5 separate regions of the Mus musculus genome follow, and regions 1, 2, 4 and 5 are each linked to region 3. Evidence: chromatin contacts called from public promoter capture Hi-C and targeted proximity ligation data. All regions are on one chromosome and are shown on one strand. The core of a region is the stretch at or near the end of the contact, and the rest is flanking DNA. Distances in the headings are between cores, read along the strand shown.

What was found. Promoter capture Hi-C pulls out the DNA fragments that hold promoters and counts their contacts.
Region 1: a contact with region 3 is called in a promoter capture Hi-C map of pre-B cells, with 3 times the contacts expected there. A contact is called at or near these places in 5 of 39 promoter capture datasets (cranial neural crest, liver, neutrophils and 1 more) and 3 of 484 Hi-C or Micro-C datasets (the 63-12 cell line, cerebral cortex and pro-B cells).
Region 2: a targeted proximity ligation map of astrocytes shows a contact between it and region 3, with 4 times the contacts expected there. A contact is called at or near these places in 8 of 39 promoter capture datasets (the 3T3-L1 cell line, hippocampal neurons, liver and 3 more), 2 of 484 Hi-C or Micro-C datasets (B cells and CD4 T cells) and 2 of 130 datasets of targeted methods (astrocytes and memory CD8 T cells).
Region 4: a promoter capture Hi-C map of liver shows a contact between it and region 3, with 4 times the contacts expected there. A contact is called at or near these places in 9 of 39 promoter capture datasets (the 3T3-L1 cell line, the C10 cell line, cranial neural crest and 4 more), 4 of 484 Hi-C or Micro-C datasets (cortical neurons, embryonic fibroblasts, gonadal supporting cells and 1 more), 2 of 130 datasets of targeted methods (astrocytes and large pre-B cells) and 1 of 9 other capture datasets (liver).
Region 5: a promoter capture Hi-C map of liver shows a contact between it and region 3, with 3 times the contacts expected there. A contact is called at or near these places in 8 of 39 promoter capture datasets (the 3T3-L1 cell line, 3T3-L1-derived adipocytes, the C10 cell line and 3 more).

The regions. Positions count from the first base shown.
Region 1 is chr19:34,220,296-34,222,995 of GRCm38.p6, reverse strand. All of the region lies in intron 2 of Stambpl1 (STAM binding protein like 1), which reads right to left. Among named protein-coding and RNA genes, the nearest start is that of Stambpl1, 29 kb to the right of the region's middle.
Region 2 is chr19:34,190,780-34,193,479 of GRCm38.p6, reverse strand. Stambpl1 (STAM binding protein like 1) reads right to left here and starts at 1,251. Exons shown (of 11, transcript NM_029682.5): 1 at 849-1,251.
Region 3 is chr19:34,920,995-34,923,712 of GRCm38.p6, reverse strand. Kif20b (kinesin family member 20B) reads right to left here and starts at 1,355. Exons shown (of 32, transcript NM_001362434.1): 1 at 1,280-1,355.
Region 4 is chr19:34,254,080-34,256,779 of GRCm38.p6, reverse strand. It overlaps Acta2 (actin, alpha 2, smooth muscle, aorta), which reads left to right and starts at 1,407. Exons shown (of 9, transcript NM_007392.3): 1 at 1,407-1,490. It overlaps Gm31355 (a long non-coding RNA gene), which reads left to right. Exons shown (of 4, transcript XR_386664.1): 4 at 1-144.
Region 5 is chr19:34,164,772-34,167,471 of GRCm38.p6, reverse strand. Ankrd22 (ankyrin repeat domain 22) reads left to right here and starts at 1,431. Exons shown (of 6, transcript NM_024204.6): 1 at 1,431-1,717. The coding sequence starts at 1,697.

The DNA of each region.
Region 1 (2,700 bases), core at 121-2,620, 700 kb after region 3:
GGTGAGATTTAAAACACAAAAGAAACCAAATGCTGGGAACGATGCAGGGAAAAGGGAAGCCTCCCGCACTGTTGGTCACAGTACAAACCGGTACAGATCAACTCTATGACCTAGACACATCACTTTGGGCATATACCCAAGCTACTCTCTTTCCTACTCCAGGGACACTGCTTGTTCATTGTTCTATTCACAATAGCTAGGATATAGAAAGAGCCTAGGTCCCACCAGTCAATGAGTGGATGATGAATAGAATTTTATCCATCTGGAAAAATAAATTATGAAAATTTCAGGTAAATGAACGAGACTGGGAAACATAACGAGTGACATAACCAAGACCCAGAAAGACAAATGTGGCATGTCCTCAGTCATACATGGATCCTCGCATCAAATCTTTAGATTTTTGTATTTAACTTGAGGTGCACGTAGAAGCTAGTAAACAAGAAAGGAGCCATAGATGGAAAGGGTAAAAAGAGATCTTAAGGCAGCAGAGGATAGTATGGCTCAGGGGGTATAAAGGGAGGAGAATAATGAGAGAGGAGAGAGGGTGGGGGAAGCAGGAGCAGCGAACAGGGTAAGGAGAGAAAACTAGCAAGAAGTTTGAAAGTTATCTTATCCAATGAATAATGCTTTTCCCAGAAGGCAGAAGTTGTCAGATAAATATCCCAGTGCCAAGTGTATCATACATTCTCTTAAGTTGTTGATTAGTGGTGTCCTGGAGACCTCCTAGATAACACAGGCTACTGCTAGGGTACTCCAGAGACTTCCTATACACTACAGGCTACTGCCATTGTTTGGGATGTCCTGGAGACGTCCTATACAACCCAGTCTATTGCTTTTGTTCTTGATTTCCCACTGGAACTTGATAGTGAGACCCTATTGCTGGAGACACTATATATTCTGTTCATAATACATGGGGAAAAAAAGTTCCTCCTTTCTGTGTAAGGTACTATTCAGGCTGCCGATGGAGAAAGGTCATCAACAGAGTTACCAGTTATGAACCCTGTGAGCTACAGTAATGATCAAGATGGCAAGACATGCCTGTGGGTACAAGAGTGTCATCAATGTTACGGACGTAACCAACTACTTTTCTCATTGAATTTAAGGTCTGCTCCACAAAGAAATGCAAACCTGGTAGTGGCCAAGAACCAATGGTTGGGAGTTCATAGGACTTACGATTATTATTTTGCTAAACAGAGCATCAATCTGCCCCTTAAATACCTATAGACTTGGGCAGCTCTTAGACCATAACAAAGACGTTTATTTGTGCAGTGGATGGCAGTTAATGCACAAAACTCCCAAGTGGGCAAAGTGCAGAGAGTAAGTGTCTATGGCGTGTCCTCCATGGTTCAGGAACCATAGTGGAAGAGGAGGCAGGAAGAGATAAGAGTCAGAGATCAAAGAAATGCAAAAGAGGGTCTACTGGTCATGACAGATGCACTCATGAACTCGCAGCAAGTCTGGCTGACTGCATGAGAGCTGTACAATATGAAAAAATTAACAGCTTTCATTTATCAGGTCGCCATGATAGGCTGAGGACATACATAAATGAGGGCCAAAGAGATTATGTAGTATACCTATATTCACTTTTAGGGACTTCTCTGGGCTACCAAGCAAATAGACATGATCCCAAAGTCCTGTTACAGAAGCCAACCATAACTTTCTCCTGAGAGGTTTCATTCAGCAGTGGATGGAAACAGATCCAGAGACCCATACATCAGGTGGAGCTTGGAGACTCGTGTGGAAGTGGGGATGGGTATAGGACTGAGTGAGCCAGGAGGAGCAGGTGAGCTACCTGTAGGTCACCACAGGTAGACCTACAGAGTCCACTAACATGGGCCCATGGGTGGAGGGTTGGGGGAGGGTCAGAGTCACTGAACCACCAAAGAGCATGCAGAGACCTAGGCTCCCCTACACATTTGTAGCAGATATGCACCTTGGTCTTCATATGGGTTCCCCAACAACAGGAGCAGGGACTGTTTTGGATTCTGTCACCTGCCATCAGATTCCCTTCCCCTAGCTGAACTGCCTGGTTGGGCCTTGATATCTCTGGGTGGGGTAGAACACAAGGGAGGCTCCCCCTTCTCTGCCGAGAAGAGGAGGGGAAAATGGAGGGAGGGATTTGTGAGGGTGTGACTGGGAGGAAAGAAGGGAGGGGAGGGCTGTGACCAGGAAGTAAAGTGAATAAATAAACATATTAATGGGGGGAAAAGTCCTGATTCTTCCTCTCCAACACACTGTTCTTCTGGGATACGGGTAGGAAAGCTGTCAGTTCTGACAGGCTGTAGCGGAAAAGTGAGAAACACAAGCAGCTTAAGAACACAGACACACAAGGACCGTGCCCAAGCAACAGCTCAGTGCTGAACATGGAGGACTTTTCTCAGTTGTTACCACACACGGCAAGCGTCCAACTTTTATCTGTAAAGGAGCTCAAACGCGATGATACCCTCTGAAATCGCCTCTGGTATTTTTTCCAGAGGATCTATGCTCCTAGAATCTAGCCTCACAGGTTAACATTTCCCACTTTTGTGAGCAAAACTGTAAAACTCTATTTTTAAACCTTGCAAAGATGGCTCTCGTAGTCACGTCCTCGAAGGACAGGGCCACACAGAAGGCTACAAACCTACAAGTGCTCTGTGTCTTAAAAGTAGTAGTGAGACTTTCTACAGCCTGCCCCACTCTTCTTTAGGAGCTTTTCAACCA
Region 2 (2,700 bases), core at 2-2,501, 730 kb after region 3:
CTACTTACAAATTGAAACCGGAAGTCAAACATTCAAGTGTTAATTTTTGTCTGCTCTCAGGAGTCGGTATTGACCTTGACAGAAGCTCAGATTAACCTTATTTCTGGAGACACTTTTGAAACTCAAGACTTCGTTTAATTTTCGTGGCTAGCAGGATGTCTGGAAAGCAGCGTGCTCACTAGGGCTTACTAGTGACCAAACACTCGTTTCGGGAAGACAGACAGGCCCCTCCCCCTCACACAACCTAGAGATTTTTTTTTCCCCAATCCTCTAAATTAGATTCTGTTTCTTGAATTACTCCTTCATTTTTTTTTTCTTTTTCTTTTACATTTCAATTAACCACAGCACTTCGGACTCTAGACTGTCAGCAGTTATTTCGACGAGTTCTGGAAAATTATGTTTTAATAGCATTGCATCTTTTTGCGCATTTCCCTTGAGGCTTCCAGCGAGCAATCAAGTTATTCCAGTAAGAGAATATGTCTCACGAGGCTAAAGGGCATCAATGCAACATCTAGAAAGTCCTTTCCTCCCCTTACCCTCTAGTATGAAGGTGCTTTTACCAGTTTCTCGCCCCTCCCTCCTTGACATCCCGCGCAGCCGACGTGGAGCCCCACGCAAAACCAGTGAGGTGGGCTCTTGGAATCCTGACATCATCTGCAAGGATGCATTCCAAGTATGAACCAGAAAAGCACGCGCAGCCGGGTCCAGGTCACCGCCCCAGGGCCAAGAGACCAGGAACCACAGCCTCCGCCTTCCTGGGCGAGAAGAAGCTAACCCTAGAGCGGGATAGGGGCGCGTGGGGGCGGGGACCGCAGGGCGACAGGAAGCCACTCGTCATCACCACTCACCTCGGGGCCAGCGGGCACACGTGTGGGGCCACTCACCAGCAGTCGTGCGCGTCCGGAGCTTGTGTGGGATGACGACTGCGACGACTGTCCCTGCGCGGGCCGCGTGGCTCGGGCATCCGTGTGGCCTCTGCAGCCCGGGCGGCAGCGGCTGCTCCGCAAGGCACCGGCGCTTGGTGACGGTGGCACCAGGCTGTGAGTCGCTCCCAGGCTGGTCTAGTCCGGGCCTCTGGGTTCTCTTTGCTCTTGGTCGGTCGAGCTCTGATGCCTTCCGTGGCTTGGACTCTCTCTTCTGTCTGGCGGGACAGCCCCAGCTCCCTTGCAAAACAACGCACAGGCCAATGGCCTCTGAATCTCTGCCGCAGCAACGTAGGGAATGAAATTGTCACAGCGATGGTCCGCCCCCTCCCCCTTCCCCGGCCCCTGGGTGCGGCCTCCGCCTCTGCCTCCGCCCCCTCTGTAGCCACAGCTTCCCACGTGCTGCAAAAAAACCTCTGGGGTGGCGGGTCCCTGCGGAGGGCCTATGGCCAGATGGAAATGGCTGCTTGTGATTTAACCCCCGGTCTACCTGCATACTCGTTGCCCTAGGTTGGACCACCTGGACAGCCCAGTGAATTATCAACTTGGCCTAGAAGCTGGGAAAATGGCTGGGCGACTCCAAAAACTGCAGAGCACGCAAGCTGTCATGAAGCTGAATTTGCCAATGTAATGGTTTAGCTATAGGATTACAGCTTATGTAGGAATCCCATTTTGAGATTTAACCGTGACTAAGCGCTGCCGCCGTGAAACACTCCCCCTCTCCCCACCTTCTTGAACTAGGAAAATACAAACGGTTAGCTCCTTACCATTACTATAGTGTCACCATTATAATGCAGTGTCTTTAATATGGCCATAGACCTGAGCCAGACACAGTGCACGCAACGATTCATATTCACTACAGTCCCGTATACAAAAGCTGCATCTTATATGTTTTCCATGAGTAAGACAGAGACAAGTAAAATTATTTATCTGCGAGTTTTAAATCAGCTGCGTAGTAGTGGAAGGCATGCTGTTAGCGTGGAGAGTGTGGAGGAAGGGGAGAAAGGATGAAGGGAGCTGGAAGAATCCATTCTGATTTGACATCCGTGCTAGCAAGTTTTATAGAAACTTGACACAAGATAGAGCCATCTGAGAAGAGAGAACCTGATTTGAGAAAATGCCTTCACAATATGGGGGGCCTTAGGCAAGCCTGTAGGGCGTCTTCTTAATTAGTAATTAGTGTGGGAGGGTACCAGCACATTGTGGGTGGTGCCACTCCTCGACAGGTGATCCTAGGTGCTGTAAGAAAGCCGAGCAAGCCAAGGGGAGCAAGTCAGTAAGCAGCACTCTAGGGGGCCAGGGGGGGTTTCTCTTTCTCCCCCAACTCCCCGCGATGGCTTCTACATCAGGCCCTGCTTCCAGATTCTAATCCTGCTTGAGTTTCTGCCTTGACATCCTTCAAGAATGGACTGCACTGTGGTAGTGAAATAAGCCCTTTCCTCCCTAAGTTGATTTTTGTCTTGCTGCTTTGTCACAGTGATTGAAACTCTTAAGTAAGAAGACCTCAAAAGCTGCTTCTTCGAGGGAGCAGTACCAACTCGCCAACATTTTAAGAACACTGTCACTGTTGATGAGCTGGGGGTTTCCAGCTTCGGTGGGAACCCAGCTCCAAGTGGAAGAAAACACTACAGTGGGGTGAGACACACTGGCTGTCTTGGTTGGTTTTTCCTTTGGAAACCAAACTTGCAACCCAGACTCTGCCACTTTCTGAGCTGTTTAATTCACCCTTGGTGCCACCCCTCCTTTTTTTTTAAGATTTATCTATTTATTTTATGTA
Region 3 (2,718 bases), core at 106-2,605:
TATAAACTTTACATTTAAAATAAGAGAATTGGGTCCTAGCCCAGTAGGATGCAACTCTGGGTACCTGAGGTACCACAGCCAGAATCTCCAATAATAATGATGATGACGACAATGAAAATCACTAACTGACACATCACAAGGTTGAATGTGAATATGGAATAATGCCATCACTGAACTATTAAATCTGAATTGCACATCAAATCCCTATAGGATAAACCTAACCCTCCACCCCCCAAAAAATTAACATTTAAAATTTTCTAAGGGGGCTGGTGAGATGGCTCAGCGGTTGAGAGCACCGACTGCTCCTCCAAAGGTCCTGAGTTCAAATCCCAGCAACCACATGGTGGCTCACAACCATCTGTCACAAAAATCTGATGCCCTCTTCTGGAGTATTTGAAGACAGCTACAGTGTACACACATATAATAAATAAATAAATCTTTAAAAAAATTTTTTTCTAAGAATCTATCACGCCGGGCAGTAGTGGCTCACGCCTTTAATCCTAGCATTTGAGAGGCAGAGGCAGGCGGATTTCAGAGTTCGAGGCCAGCCTGGTCTACAGAGTGAGTTCCTGGACAGCCAGGGCTACACAGAGAAACCCTGTCTCGAAAAATAAAAAGAAAGAAAGAAAGCAAGCATCTACCAGATGCACAATACCAGAGAGAAAAGGTCGCCTCTCTCCTAATTTTTCAAAGAAACAGATTTAACAGTCTAAAGCACCTAGCACCGGGATTCCCTATTTAAGTAGAAAGACAATCATCTAAATTTGTTTACTCTTCACGACAGGCTCAAAATACAGACCAACGGAAGTAGTACTGGACTAAAACTGACTCACTTCAATTTCCTTTATATACACATAAAACCCAAATATGCTTCTTTTCTAGCCACAAAGTAATGTGACATTTTTTTTTAAAAAAAGCCCCCACTGGACTCAACCTAGAAAGAGATCTTGTCACGTGACAAAACAACTGCTCACCTCCCGAATTCAGGCAACCAGACGTGGCAAATCTTTTTGTGTCTAATAAAACTAGTGTCTGTGAATCTAAAGTGTACCTCCTTTACCGGACCAGGAAACCGAGGCCTAGACAGACCGAAGTCTTCCGCCTCAAGGCTTAACTCGCTTAACTCCCTGAAGCTCAGCCCCACCTTCAGCAGCCCCGCACCTAGACTACGGGCATCACGAGCCCCGACAACGCTGACACGGCCGAGGCGTCGCAGCTTCGTGCCCTCTGTGCAAGCAGCCACCCTCGGAGCCCCCAAAATCGTCAGCTCCTCACTTACTGCAATCGCTGGTCCCTGCACGCCTCCCCACCTGCAGAATTCCACTTCCTCCCGGTTTTCAAATTCAAACAATGGCGGCTCGGCGCCGCGCTGAACCCTGGGAGTGGGCGGGGCTTCCGGCGAGCCCTGGGGGCTGGACCCGCTCGCGGCCGAGTTTCGCCCCCGCCTCCGGAAAAGGCTTTCAAGTCTGGGGGGCGGGACTCGGTGCTCCGGGCGACCGATGGGGCAGTAGCAACGCTCGTGGGCTACCTAGCTGGGAGTTTCTCGGGGCCATATTAGGTTTGACCCTAACGATACCTGTTCGGTACTCAGGTCTCAGGTTCCGTCCTAGACCCGCATGATGACGAGCCTTGCTGAGGCCGCTGTCTCCGCACTGCCTCCCGCGATGCCCCCAGGAGCGGAGGAATGGCAAACTATTCCTCCTATTACACCTCAGAGTCCTGTCATTCCCCGGGGCAGAAAGGACTTGCGACCTGGGACCAAGTTAACTCCCCTCTTTAAGTGATTCTTCTTGTCGATGACGGCCCTCTTGGATGAAACACGTTTTCCTCAAAATACATTTTAGGAGCATATCCTTCATCTTTTTATACCCCCTTTTTGATGTTTCTGAAAGCATAAATCAGCTACCGCTGAGAGGCACTGTGCAGTGCCCCAAAATGTAAGTGCCCATGTGTCCTTCTCCGCTTCCCTAAAGTAACCCTCTGAGTGCAGGGCTAATTTACTAATACATTCATATGACGAGAATTTACTATTGAGGCTAGACTTTCACTTTGAATAAAAATAATGCTAACGTAAATTGAGCATTTACCTTATGCTTCCGCTGGCACTACCTTTATAAAATGGATTGTCTGACTGGTGCTAAGAACCCTTTAAAGTAGGTATTGCTACCGTCCCATTTAATACATTCTAAATAAGTAATGGGCACAAACGTAAATGGAGGGTTGGAGAGATGGCTTAGTGGTTAAGAACACTGACCTCTTCCAGAGGTCCTGAGTTCAATTCCCAGCAAACCACATGGTGGTTAACAACCATCTGTAAAGTGATCCAACGCCCTCTTCTGGTGTGTCTGAGGACAGCAACAGTGTACTCATATAAATCTTTTAAAAAACAAAAAAGCCGGATAGTGGCACATGCCTTTAATCCCAGCACTTGGGAGGCAGTGGCAGGCGGATTTCTGAGTTCGAGGCCAGCCTGGTCTACAGAGTGAGTTCCAGGACAGTCAGGACTACACAGAGAAACCCTGTCTCGGGGGGGGGGGGGGAAGAAAAGTAAATGGAACCGGGATTTAAAATCAGTTGAAGAAGTTTTGTTACCTTAGCTTTTCTGTGATCATATTTTCAGCTATTGCACTTAATTAGAAGGATTTTTGGAACACTAGCTTGACAACCTTAGTGTTTTTCGATCTTGATACAGAATTTATATCTCCTACCACTACCCTG
Region 4 (2,700 bases), core at 158-2,657, 670 kb after region 3:
CAGCTCGTGAAGTGACCAAGACAACACTCTAACACTCCTGAAGCAAGACATCAACACAGAGATCCGTGCCTGGGACTAAAGTAAAAACCAAAACCAAAACCAAAGCAAAACATGGAATTTTGCTTTACACGATGCCTATGATAAGGACCCATTGGATTAATCATAAATGTCCTACTCTGTCTTATACTATGCGATCTCTGTATTTGAGCAGACAATGTATTTCTTAGTCGATAGAAACCAGATACAGAGTAGAAAACTCTTGAGCAACACAAAGAAACCACATCATTGTTTAGCAACTATTAGATTCTCCTAAGAGTCACCAGTGTAATTTCTCAAAGAAAACTATGCATGCGCTCAGGTGGACACCATAAAACAAGTGCATGAGCCGTGGGAGCGTGAGTGGACAGCTGCTGCCATTCACCCTGGGGTTTCCCTAACATGTGCACAGTTCAGAAGCACTCCCAGAATCCATCCAAAATATCTCTATCGTGAATGGAATCAGAACCTTGGCTTGCAGGAGGAAAGTACAGAAATGTAAAGTCACTGACTGTCCATCAAAGCCAACGATCTGATGCCTTTGAAGAATGATAGGGTCACTTGAGGTCACTTGATCTCTGTTTCTGTCCAGTGGGCTCATAGTCATGGAGGAGAGTGAGCAGGCTTCATTTCAACATTTCAAATTTCTTTTACAAAGTTTTTTTTTTTTATTTTTTTATGACAGGGTGACTGGTGATCTCTGTGGGCAAAGGATGGTCCTTAATCATGCTGTTAAGGGTCAGTAAAAAGCCAGCAACATGCGGAATGTTAAGGGTTAAAGCAGTTACAGTGATTCTGACTTCTAAGTTACTCTTTGGGCAACACAGGCTGGTTAATCCTCACTACATACTTCAGTTCCTGGTTTCATTACTACAACACAAAGACACAATGTATAAGTACAATGTAGCTTCCATAAAAACATGACTCCTCTGCATATTTATGGGTGACTCGAAGCATCTTTTGATCTAGGCTACCTTTTGCAACAGTGTTGCTTAAAAATCGCAGCTAGTCAGAGACAGGCCCTTCCTTATCCAAGTCCTCAGCTAATGGCCCAAAAGACTAGCCAGACAGGGGCTGGCATCTTCTGAGGAATGTGCAAACCGTGCCTGCGTCTGTCCCATGACACTAGCCCAGTGTCTGGGCATTTGAGCAGTTGTTCTGAGGGCTTAGGATGTTTATCCCCATAAGCAGCTGAGCTGCCTCCTGTTTCGGGAGCAGAACAGAGGAATGCAGTGGAAGAGACCCAGGCCTCTGGCCACCCAGATTAGAGAGTTTTGTGCTGAGGTCCCTATATGGTTGTGTTAGAGTGAACGGCCAGCTTCAGCCCGTCTTTGCTCCTTGTTTGGGAAGCGAGTGGGAGGGGATCAGAGCAAGGGGCTATATAACCCTTCAGCGTTCAGCCTCCCGGGACACCACCCACCCAGAGTGGAGAAGCCCAGCCAGTCGCTGTCAGGGTAAGTAGCCCCAGCCCAGGGATATGACTTCGAGTTTTCCCAGGCTCTTTTATCATCCAATGTAGCCAGACATTGTCTGTGGGAATCTGAATGACTCACGTGTTTTGAATTTTTGAATAAAGATTTATACTGTTAAAATGATTGTAGCTTTTTAGCTTGCATGATTTTACATCCGAATAGGGCTGATTTACTGGAAACAACGCTTGATTTACTGGAAAAGGAAATGGATAGAAAATTAAAGTTTGTTCATGTGTGTCATCTGCAAAACCTGTTTACACTAAACCAACTGCTCTGATCCCGCAGCGTACTGTAGGGGTGGAGTCTAGCTGTATGTGGTAAATTATACGTTTGTTTCTACTTAGGCAAAAGTTGGAAACTTTTGGATGTATCATGATGTAGCATGAGGTATTTAGTGCAGCTGAGGTAACTGGAAGTGAATATCAGGAATGAACTGAGGTAGTTGCCTGCTCTCTGATGTTGGCTGAGTGGACGCATTGCTTCTGGGTTTCCGGGGCTCTAAGAGCTGGTGTCCTATGCTGGAAATGTGTATCTTGTGAGTGTGTTGGTGCCCTTACAAGTCAGACCTATGCCATTGGTCATTTGCAGCATAGCATAGCTTTTCTACTTTCTGCAAAGAAAGGAGGAAGTGTCTCATCCAGGGGAGATCTGATTTGCATTTCTCTGCCTCACGTGTCCCTCAGCCGCTTAAGTATCTGTGGAACCAGCCTTGCCACCCCACATTGTAACTCAGGGCTCGGTAGCTTCATCAGGGAATGGAGTTTTCTCGATAAGATTTTCCTCCTGTTTTGTGATTCATGACTAAATATGGTTTGCATTTGAGACTCATAAGCTGGGAAGGGTACTGTCCTTTCCTCCCCTCCCCCCTCCCCCCAACAATTCATTTTTGGCACCAGATGAGCTCCACTGGGCTGCACCAAACTCCCCGCCCCGGTGCAGTTCCAAAAGCAGAGGCTGGAGCCCAGTGTGTTTTACCTAATTAGGAAATGCTCCCCGCTTCAAACCGAGCTGCTCATTCAGGTTAGATAAGAGTTGCAAACCACAGCGGCTGCGTCCTCTGGAAACACACAGACTTCTTCTCCAGTGACAACGCTCCTTTCAGAGCTTAATAAGACAATTTTTTCCTGGATATTTTTGATGAAATAGAAATACATCTTTACGGAATTTGACAGTATTTTTTCCTGCATTTTTT
Region 5 (2,700 bases), core at 182-2,681, 760 kb after region 3:
TGTGACAAGCACAAATTGGAGTAATCTTAATTATTAATATCCTCAGATCACACATGATATGTCACATATATGATATGTGTATATGTAGTTTACAGAATGACTATGGATAGTTTAAAAGGCTGTTCAATGAGTTAGAAGTTTGAAAACTGCCATCAGATAGTCTATACAGGAAGACCCTGTGGTGGTGGTAGATATAGGCTATAGGGTTGGAGTAGAGCTTCAGAGATGAGACATGGGACCTAGGCCACAGAGTCGGGAGAGCAAAAGGTAGGAGTAGGCCCACACTAATGATAGGGAGATGAGTGGATAGAAATTTGCTGTTGTCTGCATCAATAATAAGGAGTGAGCTAAGGTGATGTCCTGGGGACAATCAAGAGTTCTGTTTCCATTGGTCTCTTCATAAACAGGGCAGGAGGTCAGATGGATGCTCTTTGAGGCATCACCATCCATCCAGGTGAGAGTGTAGCATCCATTCCTCAGTTTGGAGTGTCTGCTAAGTCCCCAACCTACTCCTCCGATCATGATCATAATATGCCCATGTGTTTCTGCGATCCCAGTTCACAGCGACCAATGTGCCTTTCCTCCTTTAAGGAGTAAACTACTTTTCAGTTAGGGCCTCTCAGGTCATGTCAGACAGCTGCTGTTGCTCCTGTGTCCAGCAAGATGAACAGTCATCCGCCATTCTCACAATGGAGTCAAATGTTGCTTGTAAACTGAAATCTGTCAGGGCAAGGCACGGTCTGAATAAAACAAGTGTCACACAACACAAAAGAACTTTGAGCAGGGTTTCAGCTGTTCCCTACAGCACCACGATAAGAGATTATAGTAGCGATGACTGCAGGCACAGAAGGTGCTAGTGGCAGCGGAGGAGGCTGAGTCACAGGTACCACAACAGATATAGCAGGAGTCAGGCCTGGTGCTCCACAGCACCTCAGAGTGATCTACTTTGCATCTTTTTTACTTATAAAAAAAGTATGAGAGAGGACTTTGAAGGTTCTCAGAAGAATGACATTAAAACATATAGAAATGCTAATTACTCTCACTTGACCATTATATATAATACTTTTTGAATTATCATATAATACTGAATACATGTGTATAATTACCACACATCAATTAAAATAATTAAAAAAACTATTAAGTTAAGTTTAATTTATTAACTTACAGGGCCCTTTAAGTGTCTGGGGGAAAGGTGTAACTTGCTAGCCATGACTTTAAGGATTATTTACCTAACTAGATCCCGTGACTCTCACTAATGAGTTGGCTGACTATGATGGCCACTGAATGCTGGATTTCAATTCAGAAATTGCGTAAGTACAGAGTCCTGTTTTGAACTCTTCCTGCTGGCCTAAGAAGTTCCTCCTCCCAGCACCCCACCTGTGCTTCCTTTTTTACTGCCGCCTCCACTGGCAGAGGTACATGACTCAGAAACCGGTTCCCCTGGCTGTAACAGTGATACAGCTGGGATCATTACCTGTAAGCCAATGCCTTCTCTTCATAGCCTGTCTCTCTACAAGGTGTGTTGCTGTCACAGACTGCTGAAAAGGCATTCCCAGGTGTGGAAAGAGAGGGCTCGCCACCAGCTTGGACTTCCAGGGACCTTATTTTCCTGGAAGAAATTTAATATTAATTAGAAACGCCTCTAGAAGATTCACTACTGCATTGTAGAGAGGGTGCGAATCCAGGAAGGACCGGGATGGGAATCCTATATTCTGAGGTAAGTCATAATTCTGAACATAGGAGTCCGAAGGGGCTAAAAATTTCTTTTGTTTTTCCACGATTAATTGTCTATCCCTGTTATCATGACTTATTTTCAATTCTATTTAGTGTTCCTTGTGAGTATTAAGTCAGGAAAGATCTCTTGTGATCCTAAGATATTTAGGGTTTATTTTTTGTTTTGCTTTGTTTGTTTTGGTATCTTAACACAAGTTAGACTGAAATAATAAGTTTTAGCTAGACTCAAGTTGAGAGTGATGGGATACATATTTTCTGACATCCTAATTGCAGAGGTGATACCGAAAAACGGGGCTGTAGCTATATTGTGTCTCAGTGAAATACACGAGGGCAAGAGAAACTCATACCTAATTGGATTTTCTAAAAAGCCAAATGATTGGCAAGCTTTTCATGGAACCCATGACTACAACAACACCTTGAAGCTTATTATGTGGAAGGAAGTTCACCTTTGGCAATTATTAATATAGGTTATCACCGTATAGACACAATGACAGGAAGTACCGCTTTGATATCTGGACTATTTCCTCTTGATAGCTGTCAGGACATTTTTCTACATTGAACATAGCTTACTACAATCAAATACATTTTCAATGTTTCAAAGGGTGATGTTTGAATAAGAGTATCAGAGGCACAGTAATGTTGTTGTGGTAGTGGTTCTTCTTCTTCTTCTTCTTCTTCTTCTTCTTCTTCTTCTTCTTCTTCTTCTTCTTCTTCTCCTTCTTCTCCTTCTCCTTCTCCTTCTCCTTCTCCTTCTCCTTCTCCTTCTCCTTCTCCTTCTTCTTCTTCTTCTTCTTCTTCTCCTCTCATTATTATTATTATCATTATTATTATTCATAACTTACTCCTTGTCTGACATAATTAACTTGCTAATCAGCATTCCATTCTCTAAGCTCAAGGGAGCCTCATTGATTTGGATCTGCTAGCATGAAAGGTGGTTGTTTGGTGCCTGCTTCCAATGAACATGTG